Linked DNA regions of Sus scrofa: region 2 is linked to region 1. The links are chromatin contacts, called in public Hi-C maps. All regions are on one chromosome and are shown on one strand. The core of a region is the stretch at or near the end of the contact, and the rest is flanking DNA. Distances in the headings are between cores, read along the strand shown. Region 1 has its middle 17 kb from the start of KSR1. Region 2 has its middle 64 kb from the start of NF1.

Region 1 (5,510 bases), core at 2,210-4,709:
GGCCGCATCTGCTGCTCCTGGGGCGAGGCCGGAGCGCCGGGAAACTGGGTCAGGCCAGTGGCCTAGTTTGCTGTTGAGCATCAGTCAGCCTGTGGCAGGATGTGAATGGGACCGGGCATCTCCATTTCCTTCCTGGCTCACTCATGTGACACATATCTGAGGAGTCCCTAAGTGCCAGGCAGGTCAGGAGACATTCTGACAGGCAGTTTCTAGGGCACTTCTAAAGCCTGGACCACAGGAGTTCAGAATGTGTGATCTCAGGCTCCTGGAGACGCTGGACAGGTCCCCAAATCACCGGTCTCCCCATTACATCTCAAGTTCAGCTGCCCAACATCTCATCCTGGCACTGGATTGCCTTGGGCTCCACCTCTCCGACTGCCTGCCGGGGGATGTTCTCACTCTAACCCCCTGCCCCTACACACACCGCACATCCTACTCATTGGGGCCTGGGTTTGTATCCCAGGCTGCTGCCGCCACTCACCCCCCAAGCCCGACCAAGCCCATCCAGTCTTCTTTCTGCTTCTGGATCTGCCCTGGGATGTCTGCAGACTGCACCTGAAGCATATGCAAGTTCCCAGGCTAGGGCTCAGATCAAACTACAGCTGCCAGCTACCCCACAGCCACAGCAAAACTGGATCTGAGACGCATCTGGGAACTCTGCAGGTTGCAGCAATGCCAGATCCTTAACCCACTGAATGAGGCTTAGGGATTGAACCTGCAACCTCATGGACACTATGTCAGGTTCTTAACCCACTGAGCCACAAAGGAAATTCCAAAAAGCCTTTCTTTCCTTTTATTTTATTTTATTTATTTGCTTTTTATGGCTGCACCCGGGACATATGGAGGTTCCCAGGCTAGGGATCCAACTGGCTATAGCTGCCGCCCTACAGCAACGCAGGATTAGAGCCGCGTCTGCAACCTACACCACAGCTCACCGCAACGTCAGATCCTTAATTCCCTGAGGGAGGCCAGGGATCGAATCGCAACTTCATGGTTCCCAGTTGGATTCGTTTCACTATGACTGGATCTTCCGGAACTCCCCCCAAAGCTTTCTTGATCTCTCCCTTCAATCTTTCAGTCACTGAAAGTCTTCTGTCTCACGGCGCTTGCTCTGCCCATGGGCAGGCACTACTGCTAAGGAGCAAGCCTGGCGATGCGTACCTGCTCTGCAGAAGGGGACCAGAGAGTGTGCTTTGAAGTGGAAGAGGCAGCGGGGTAGGGAGGGCACGGGAAGGACAGCAACACCGCCCCACATGGTTTCCCAGCATCCTCCTGGTTTCCCGGCAGCCTCCGTGCTTTCCCAGCGGCCTCCGTGCGCTCTGGCACTCTGCCCCTCCTGTGGAGGGTCCCGGTTGCTGTGGGGACTCCTGGGGAGTGAAAGCAAACAGCCCCTCACTTTCCCAGTCTGGGCTCTTCTGCCGACTTCACCTTATCTTGATAAGTTGAGTGGAGTAAAATTTAAAAGGTTTGAACCAGATCAGTGGTCTTCAGCTGGGAACATACTTCTGTGCGGCCTGTGGTAACTGAAGAAAAAAATGCACAACTTAAAAGTTGAGACTTATGTTCTTTCGCGGACATTCTGAGGACTCGAGCCGCGGAGGCCGTCTCTCAGAGCACTCGGAGGGCCGGCTCCTGAGAGGTAAGGAGGAAGCCAAGGAATACGGGCGGTTTTGCCACAAAGACCAGGTAGTCGGAACTTCAAAAGATTGCTGTTGGAGTTTCCGTCATGGCTCAGCGGAAAACGAATCTGACTAGTATCCGTGAGGACTCAGGTTCGATCTCTGGCCTTGCTCAGTGGGTTAAGGATCAGCCGTTGCAGAGAGCTGTGGTGTAGGTCGCAGACGCGGCTAGTATCCCGCTTGGCTGTGGCTGTGGCCGTGGCCGTGGCCGTGGCTGTGGCCGGCAGCTACAGCTCCCATTAGACCCCTAGCCTGGAAACCTCCCCATGCCGTGGATGCAGCCCTAAAAAAAAAAAAAAAAAAAAAAAAAAGTTTGCTGTTAATTAAAGAAAGGAGTTTAGAGCTTTACTCTCTTTCCCTTCCTTTTCTTTTTAGCTAAAAAAAAAAAAACAAAGAAAAAAGGAAAATAAACACTTATATTGTGCGATATGCCGGGCCCCATTCTGGTCTTAGTTCTTCTAATTCTCATCACAACCCTCTGAGGATGTAAACTCCTATTATCTACATTTTACAGCCAAACTGAGGCACAGAGAGCCTCGGTTCCTGCCTGAGGTCCCACAGCTAGTTAGAGAGATCAGGGGTATCCACCCTGGCAGTTTGGCTGCAGGCTTTGCTGTCAGCCAGCTGGGTTGCTTCCAGTGATAAACTCAGCAAAAAAGGCCCTGAATAGCGATCATGCCTGTGGCCCATTATAGCAATTATGAGGTCTTTTTCCTTAGCTGTTTAATTTTGCAGGTTTGTTTTTGTCTGCTTTTTATTTTTTAAAATTTAATCTATTTATTTTTTAGGGCCACACCTGGGGCACATGGAAGTTCCCAGGCTAGGGGTCCAATTGGAGCTACAGCTGCCAGCCTCCACCACAGCCACAGCAATGCGGGATCCTTAACCCACTGAGTGAGGCCAGGGATTGAACCTGCATCCTCATGGATCCCAGTCGGGTTCATTAACCATTGACCCACGAAGGGAACTCCTGCTTTTTATTTTTATTTTTATTTTTTGCCATGCCCACAGCATGTTGAAGTTCCCCAGGCCAGGGATTGAACCCACATCACAGCAGTGACAACACCAGGTCCTTAACCACTAGGCCACCAGGGAGCTCCCTTGTCTGTTTTTTAGACTGGGATTTTTTGAGGGCAGGAGCTGTGTCTTGGTTTCCCCAGTGCCAGCATGGTCTGGCATATGGCAAATGCTGAAGACACACTGAGTGAGTGAATGAGTAAAAGAATCCAAGAAGGAAGGCAGGAATGAATGAATGAGTGTGTGGTTGACAGGTGCTGAGATAGAGGGAGGCACAGGATGTCAAGGAAGCCATGATGGACAGCCACTGCTTGGGCAGAGGCAGGAATCAGGCCTGACAGGGACTATCAGTCTCTTATTTTTTTGTCTTTTTAGGGCTGCACCGACGGCATATGGAGGTTCCCAGCTAAGAGTCAAATTGGAGCCACAGCTGCCAGCCTACACCACAGCCACAGCAACGCCAGAATGGAGCCTGGTTTGTGACCTACACCACAGCTCACGGCAATGCCGGATCTTTAACCCACTGAGTGAGGCCATGGATCAAACCCTTGTCCTCGTGAATAATAGTGGGGTTACCACTGAGCCATAACAGCAACTCCTATCAGTCTCTTCTGATAGTCCCTGCCCATAGCCTGAGTATCTGGGGCCGCAGCCTCCCCTCTTACTCCCACACCCCGACCCACAGACTCTCTGCCTTCCCCTCCAGTGAAAGGAGGCTCCTCCCTGGGCTCCAGGGCTTGTGTCTTGGGGGGCAGGCAGCCAAGTTCCACTTCTCTGCCTGTGGTCCCAACCCTCCCAGATCATCTGACTGCTCACTGGAGGCCCACAGTGGGGTGTGGCTGCGTTTAAGACCTTTGGCATTTCTTTTAGGAAAACAAAACAAAACTAAAGTAAAAACAAAGTTCCCGCTGTGGCAGGATGGGTTAAAGATCCAGCGCTGCTGCAGCTGGGACAAAGGTCACAGATGCGGCTCAGATTCAGTCCCTGGCCCAAGAAAGAAAGAAAGAAGGACGGAAGGAAGGGGAAAAAACCTAAAAACCAAACCGTCGCAGAACACACTAAAAAATTCTCTCATTTGCCTCCTGGGGGAAGGGGATGATCATAAACACCCAAGGTCCCTACTGCTGTGGACGTGTGCTCTTTTAGGCATAATAATAAAAGACTAGGCCCCACACTAAATGCTTTTGGGGCTTGCTCTCAATTAATCCCAATAATCCTGGGTTTAGGTACTACAATGAGTCTAATTTCACAGATTGGGAAAAGGAGGTTCAGAGAGGCTAAGGGACTTGCCCCAGGTTACACAACTACAGAGTACTTAATGCAAAGATTGCAAGTTATTTCTCGACTCTGAAGCTTATGATCTTATAGGTATCTAACCAGACTCTTCCTTGGCCTTGTCTGAGGATATGTCAATGTCCGTGGCCTTTCAGTAATTTTTTGTGCCAAAAACAGGCCAAAGTGAACCACTTTCTATAGAAAAGTCCCGGATGGACACTCCACATCTCTCTCTCTCTGCCCTCTCCCCTACGCCCTCAGTTGCAAAATGAGATACCATGCATGGGATCTTCTATGTTATTTCTGGGAGAAGGAATAGTATGCATTGTCATTTTTGTATTTTTTCCATATAGCTTGACTTTAAGAAATCATGAGCATTTATCTTTCAAAACAATGAAGTCATGAAGACATTACTTTAAAAATATGTGTGGAGGGAGTTCTTGTCGTGGCTCAGTGGTTAAAAAAACCCACCATTATCCACGAGGACTTGGGTTTGATCCCTGGCCTTGCTCAGTGGATTAAGGATCTGGTGTTGCCGTGAACTGTGGTGTAGGTCACAGACACAGCTCAGAGCTGCTGTGGCTGTGGCGTAGGCTGGCAGCTGTAGCTCCAATTCGACCCCCTAACCTGGCAAACTCCATACACCATGGGTGTGGCCCTAAAAAGACCAAAACATTTTTTTAATTAAAAATAAATATATGTGATTAACCTATTTTGCTCTGCCTGCCTGAAAGCTCAAAATTGAACTTTGTGCTCAATTGCATATTGAGTGTTTTTACCATTTCCCCCCACTCAGGGCCTGGAGTCAGAAAGCCTGGGTCTGAATCCTGACTCTGCCATTTACTATCAGTTTTGGTAAGTTAGTGAACCTCTCTATACTTTAGTTTCTTGATTTATAAAGGGGGGGGGGTGAGAATATCTGCTTCATTAGGTTATGGTGATTAAATTATACTGGTTACTCATCTAGGACAATGCTTGGATCATAGTAAAAGTCTATAAATGTTAGCTATTTTGCGATTTTATTAGATTTTCATTGACTGAATTTCATTGTCAAGCCATTTTTCAGGAAGGGCTCATGGATCCCTTCACTTCCCTATGTCTCACCCTTCAGTTACCATCTGTTTTTGGTGTCTTCTACTCCTGACATTTCTATAACACCCCATGGGACCTTTTAATTGTATATAAATTCCACTGTTTTGTGTTTCATCAAACCCTGGATGCCACTGATTGTAATCTGTACCATTAGTATGTCCACTTAAGAAAGAAAATTTTTGAAGACAGGATTGATTCTAAAATACATCCCACTTCCAGAGATGTTCGAAAGTGGAGGGATAGAAGTATAGTTTTTAATCCATGAATATGGTAAGAATGATCTGATCCTTTATTCTTGACTTGGGCGCTCCTTGGCTGGGAACTGTCTCTGTTCCTTCGGTGGCATCAGTATCAGTTGACTGGGTAACTCTTCCACCTGGCCCAGTGCCACCTTGGGTCAGTTCCAGGCAAGCCCATCTAAGCTTGTCCACACACACAGCTGGTGTA
Region 2 (5,510 bases), core at 1,144-3,643, 91 kb after region 1:
GCAATTCTGAGTCAGCATAAAGAAAGGACTGTCCTGCTTTTAGTCTTCCGTTTCGAACACAAGTGGCTTGGAGGTCCTTTGGCACCTGGCGAGGATCCTTGGAATGGTCTTGGAATGTGGGCAGATCACAGCAGATCCTGTTTCTTCCCATCCCTGCTGGACCCCAGCCCTGCCAGGCGTTGTACACCGTATCAGATCTGGAGTGGCGTCTTCAATCATGCCGCTGCTTGTCCCCCTCTGAGTGGCTCAGGAACCTGCTGCCTGGCCTCCCCTGCCTGCCACACAGCTTAGACACTTCCTCCAAGAAGCCCCGCACCACACAGCTTCTCTCTCCTAAGGAACATACTCCAGGCTCCCTGCTCTCCTCGGAGCCCGGTTCGTCCTCCCTGGCTGCCCCACAGGTGTATGATGGTGGGAGAGATGGGCAGAGGCCCTGTTTGGGGGTGCTCGTCAGAGCAGGAGAAAAATAGTCATGACAATCAGCAAATGGAGTGCTGCAGTAAGGAAAATTAAGTGCTATATTAGATAAGAAATAAAGGCCCAGGGAGCTCCCTTGTAGTGCAGGGGGTTAAGGATCCGGCCTTATCAAAAGCTGAGGCTTGGGTCATTGCTATAGCACAGGTTCGATCCCTGGCCCTGAAACTTCCACAAGTCTTGGGCACAGCCAAAAACAAACAAACAAATAGAGGCCCAGAGGCCAAGGGTGGAGTATCTGCAGGAAGCACTCACGGCTGAGCAGGGAGCTGGACGCCCATCACAAACCTTGGCTTTTGGGTAAGGCTTGGGAGGGGGAAAGGCCACAAACAGTCCCTGTTCATAGGGAGGCAGTGTCTGGCTGTTGTTGATGGGCTGGCAGGAGGTGTGATGGGCATTGGGCATCTAGTTGCCTCTGCTGCACCTCTGAGGTGCCAAGACGGGGGTGGGGTGGCCATCAGGGGGCCAGGGGGCCAGGTCAGGGTCTGTCAGCTGCAGAGGCTGCAGTCCTCAACAAGACATCCAACCTAGTCTGGGATAGTCAAGATCAAAGGTTTAGAAGAAGGCCTGGTGCGTTTCTTCCCTGTTTGTTTTTCTTTAAAGACATAATACCTCACAAATAATGTAGGAGGACCGCAGCTTCTGCCGGATGATCACATGGTATGTGTCAGGTGCTTTGCTAAACTCTTCACATGTGTTATCTCATTCAATCCTCACAAGGATCTCCGAAGGCTTTATCACTGTCTTCACTTTAGAGATAAGTTGACCGAGGACTTTATCTCTAGGGACGTTAAGTAACTTTACCAAGGTTCAAAGGTAGGTCTGTCTTACCCAGAGCTTAAATTTTTAACCACCAAATTCTGCATATACTACATTTTCTTTGAATAGCTGGGATGGGTTCGACCTGGCCTCAGGGCTTTCTTAAATTCTCAATTCCTTCACCTCAGTACACGTTTAAACCAGCCCTCCAGTGTCTGCCTAAAAAACAAGGCTTATCTTATTTTTTTCTCTTTTTAAAATTTTTATTTTATTTTTTATTTATTTATTTTTAATGCTTATCTTAGTTAAATATGTATCAGAAGTCTCTGTCTCTGTAGGGGTGTATTTTGCAAATAATTTTTCTTTTCTTTTTTTTTTTTTTTTGGTCTTTTGCCTTTTCTAGGGCTGCACCGGTGGCATATGGAGGTTCCCAGGCTAGGGAGCTAATCGGAGCTGTAGCCACTGGCCTACACCACAGCCACAGCAACACCAGATTGCAGCCATGTCTTCGACCTATACCACTGCTCACGGCAACGCCAGATCCTTCACCCACTGAGTGAGGCCAGGGATGGAACCTGCAACCTCATGGTTCCTAGTCGATTCGTTAACCACTGTGCCACAACGGGAACTCCCATGTATCTTTTTTTAAAATTTTTTTTAATTTTTAAAATGTACTTATTTTTATTACTCAATGAATTTATTACATTTGTAGTTGTAGAAATGTTAATCTAATCCCACTGTGACAAGAATTTTTCAAATTTGAACTGAGAGGTGATTGATGCATTGACTAATCTTATTGTGGTAATCATTTCTTGCAATATACGTATCAGTTTATTGAGTTGTTCATTTTAAACTAACACAATGTTTTCTGTCAGTTATATCTTAGCGAAGCTGGAGGAGAAGCTCCAGCTGTGGTGCAGTGGGTTAATGATCTGGCTTGTCTCTGTGGAGGCTCCGGTTCAATCCCTGGACCAGCGTCTTGGGTTAAGGATCCAACATTGCCACAGCTGCAGCCTAGGTCACAGCTCTGGCTTGGCTTCAATCCCTAGCCCAGGGAACTTCCACATGCCTCAGGTGCGGTCAAAAAGAAAAACTAGAAGAAAAGCTGAGGGGGACAAAGAGTTTTGCTGAGGTAAATATTTTTTAAAATAAATAGGTCATTAAGTAGGGTTAGGAATGCTTTGTTACGAAAAAAGATTTTTGATGAAATGGAAATTTTTTTCTTTTTCGGATCATTAACCCACTGCATCACAGCAGGAACTCTGAAATGGAATTTTCTGTAGCAAGTTTACTATTTATATTGACTCTAAGTATAAGGCTGCTCCTAGCCCCATGTGTCACCTTCTGTCAGGCAATTTACCTTTGCTCACCATTTGGGAAATGGTTTTATATTAACAAAGAGGCCCAGGGAGATCCCATGATGGCACGGTGGTCAACAAACCCGACTAGGAACCATGAGGTTGTAGGTTCGATTCCCTGGCCTTGCTCAGTGGGTCAAGGATCTGGCGTTGCCATGAGCTGTGGTCTAGGTCGAAGACACAGCTCGGATCCCACGTTGCTGTGGCTGTGGTGTAGGCTGGTGGCTACAGCTCTGATTTGCCCCCTAGCCTGGGAACCTCCATATACCACGGGTGCAGCCCTAGAAAAGCCAAAAAATAAAACAAAGAGGCCAAAGTAGACAGTGTACCTCTGCTTTAATCTTTCAAGAAACACACCTGCCTTCATGCCTGGCACAACCTTAAAAATCAGGTAAGTAACATAGAAAATAGGGACTCCCATAAAACTATTCACACTAGTGACAGGGATTGATGGAGACCTCTGAGCTTTTAGTGACTTCTTCTGTCCTCTGCTGGACACAGTTGGGATTGCATGGCCCTTAGGCTTTTTACAGAGTTGAAGAAGTACAGTATTTCATCCGAACTTTCTCTCTCTACTTTTTTTTTTTTTTTTGGTCTTTTTTTAGGGCTGCACCCTGGGTATATAGAAGTTCTCAGGCTAGTGGTCAAATTGGAGCTGTAGCTGTCAGCCTACACCACAGCCACAGCAACGTGTGATTCAAGCTGCATCTGTGACCTAAAACTGCAGTTCGCGGCAACATTGGATCCTTAACCCAATGATCAAGGTCAGGGATCAAACCAATGTCCTCATGAATTCTAGTTTCTAGTAGGGTTCATTCCCAAAACCTCTCATTTTTCTTTCCTTTTTCTTTTCTTTTTTTTTAGGGCCACACCCACAGCATGCGGAAGTTCCCAGGCTAGGGGTCAAATCAGAGCTATAGCTACTGGCCTACACCACAGCCACAGCAACACTGGATCCCAGCTGCATCTGTGACCTGTAACACAGCTCACAGCAATGCCAGGTCCTTAACCCACTGAGTGAGGCCAGGGATAGAACCCGCATCCCCATGCATACTATTCAGATTCGTTTCCCCTACACCACAATGAGAACTCCTACCTCTCATTTTTTTTTTATTTTTTTTTTTTTTTGTCTTTTCTAGGGCCGCTCCTGAGGCATATGGAAGTTCCCAGGCTAGGGGTCTAATCCGAGCTATACCGCTGGCCTACGCCAGAGCCACAGCAATGCCAGATCCAAGCCGTGTCTGCAAACTACACCACAGCTCATGGCAACACCGGATCCTTGACCCACTGAGCAAGGCCAGGGATCGAACCCACAACCTCATGGTTCCTAGTAGGATTCGTTAGCCACTGAGCCACAACGGGAACTCTCTTACCTCTCATTTTTGAGAGAAAGAAAGTAAGGCCCAGAGTTCTCATTAGGAACCCGACTGGTACCCATGAGGATGCAGGTTTGATCCCCGGCCTCGATCAGTGGTTAAGGATCCAGCTGTGGTGTAGTTCACAGACCCTGCATTGCTGTGGCTGTGGTGTAGGCCAGCAGCTGCAGCTCTGATTCAACCCCTAAAATGAGAACCTCCATATGCCTCAGGTGCAGCCCTAAAAAGCCAAAAAAGAGGAAAAGAAAAAGAAAAGAAAGTCCCAGTGGGTTTATGTGACTTATCCAAGGTTATTCAATTACATAGTGGCATGTTCAAGACCAGCACTAGAAGAATATAATCTCGTTTAATGATAAAACGCAGATGAGCCAACATTGGTGAACTCCATCAGGATGAATACTCTTGGGATTATATAAAGAGAATTATCTTTTTTTTTTTTTTTTTTTTTTGTCTTTTTGCCATTTCTTTGGGCCACTCCCATGGCATATGGAGGTTCCAGGCTAGGGGTCTAATCAGAGCTGTAGCCACCGGCCTACGCCAGAGCCACAGCAACGCGGATCCGAGCCGCGTCTGCAACCCACACCACAGCTCACGGCAATGCCAGATCCTTTAACCCACTGAGCAAGGGCAGGGATCGAACCCGAAACCTCATGATTCCTAGTCGGATTCGTTAACCACTGCGCTGTGACGGGAACTCCAAGAGAATTATCTTTAGAAATGGTAACAACTGGCACAGACAAAGTGGTCGATAACCAAGAATTAAAAATTAGGATTGTTTGAGGTCATAATAATTTCATGTCCCCTAACCCATAACCCCGCAATTATCCTTAGTCACTATTTGATGATCTTTGTGGAGTAATAGAGAAGAGATTCAGATAATTCACTTTCACAAAAGTTCTTAGTTTCAAATTCTTTCTTTTTGCCGCACCCTCTGCAGAAGGAAGTTCTGGGCCAGGGATTGAATCCAAGCTGCAGCTACGACCTTTGCCACAGCTGTTCAGGCTGGGATCAACCCAAACCTCCACAGCGACCTGAGCCACTGCAGTCAGATCCTTAACCCACTGTGCCACAGTGGGAACTCCCGAAGATTCCTCTTCTTGATTTTGGTTTGTTAAAATTTGTATTCTCAGAGGAAATTTCAATTGACTGCAGGAAAGAAGACTGCCCTGTGTTAAAAGGACTGTTCCTTTTAGGAATGACTGGAGTTCCCGTCATGGCTCAATGGAAACGAATCTTACTAGCATCCATGAGGATGCAGGTTAGATCCCTGGTCTCGCTCAGTGGGTTAAGGAACGGGCATTGCCATGAACCGTGGTGTAGGTTGCAGTCGAGACTCAGACCTGATGTTGCTGTGGCTGTGGTGTATGCCAGCAGCTACAACTCCAATTCGACTCCTAGCCTGGGAACTTCCATATGCTGCAGGGGCAGGCCTTAAAAGACACACACACACACACACACACACACACACACACACACAGAACTGACTACACTTGTGTCCCAGCAAAGGCATTTGGGACTCAAAAGAGATGTCCAGAGGTTTCTG

The links. Hi-C and Micro-C count contacts between places; a contact is called where the count stands out from the background.
Region 2: a Hi-C map of retroperitoneal adipose tissue shows a contact between it and region 1, with 4 times the contacts expected there. The contact joins two enhancer-like sites. A contact is called at or near these places in 3 of 5 promoter capture datasets (fetal liver, fetal skeletal muscle and liver), 32 of 47 Hi-C or Micro-C datasets (adipocytes, adipose tissue, alveolar macrophages and 18 more) and 2 of 2 datasets of contacts at active chromatin or transcription factors (alveolar macrophages and skeletal muscle).

The regions. Positions count from the first base shown.
Region 1 is chr12:43,907,795-43,913,304 of Sscrofa11.1, reverse strand. No RefSeq gene overlaps it. Among named protein-coding and RNA genes, the nearest start is that of KSR1, 17 kb to the left of the region's middle. Within about 2 kb of position 3,459, at least 32 of the 83 cell types and tissues checked have an H3K27ac peak or open chromatin away from gene starts, as enhancers often do. A contact at or near this core is called in adipose tissue, alveolar macrophages, mesenteric adipose tissue and 2 more, where this site is marked.
Region 2 is chr12:43,815,919-43,821,428 of Sscrofa11.1, reverse strand. No RefSeq gene overlaps it. Among named protein-coding and RNA genes, the nearest start is that of NF1, 64 kb to the right of the region's middle. Within about 2 kb of position 2,393, at least 17 of the 83 cell types and tissues checked have an H3K27ac peak or open chromatin away from gene starts, as enhancers often do. A contact at or near this core is called in adipose tissue, alveolar macrophages, mesenteric adipose tissue and 2 more, where this site is marked.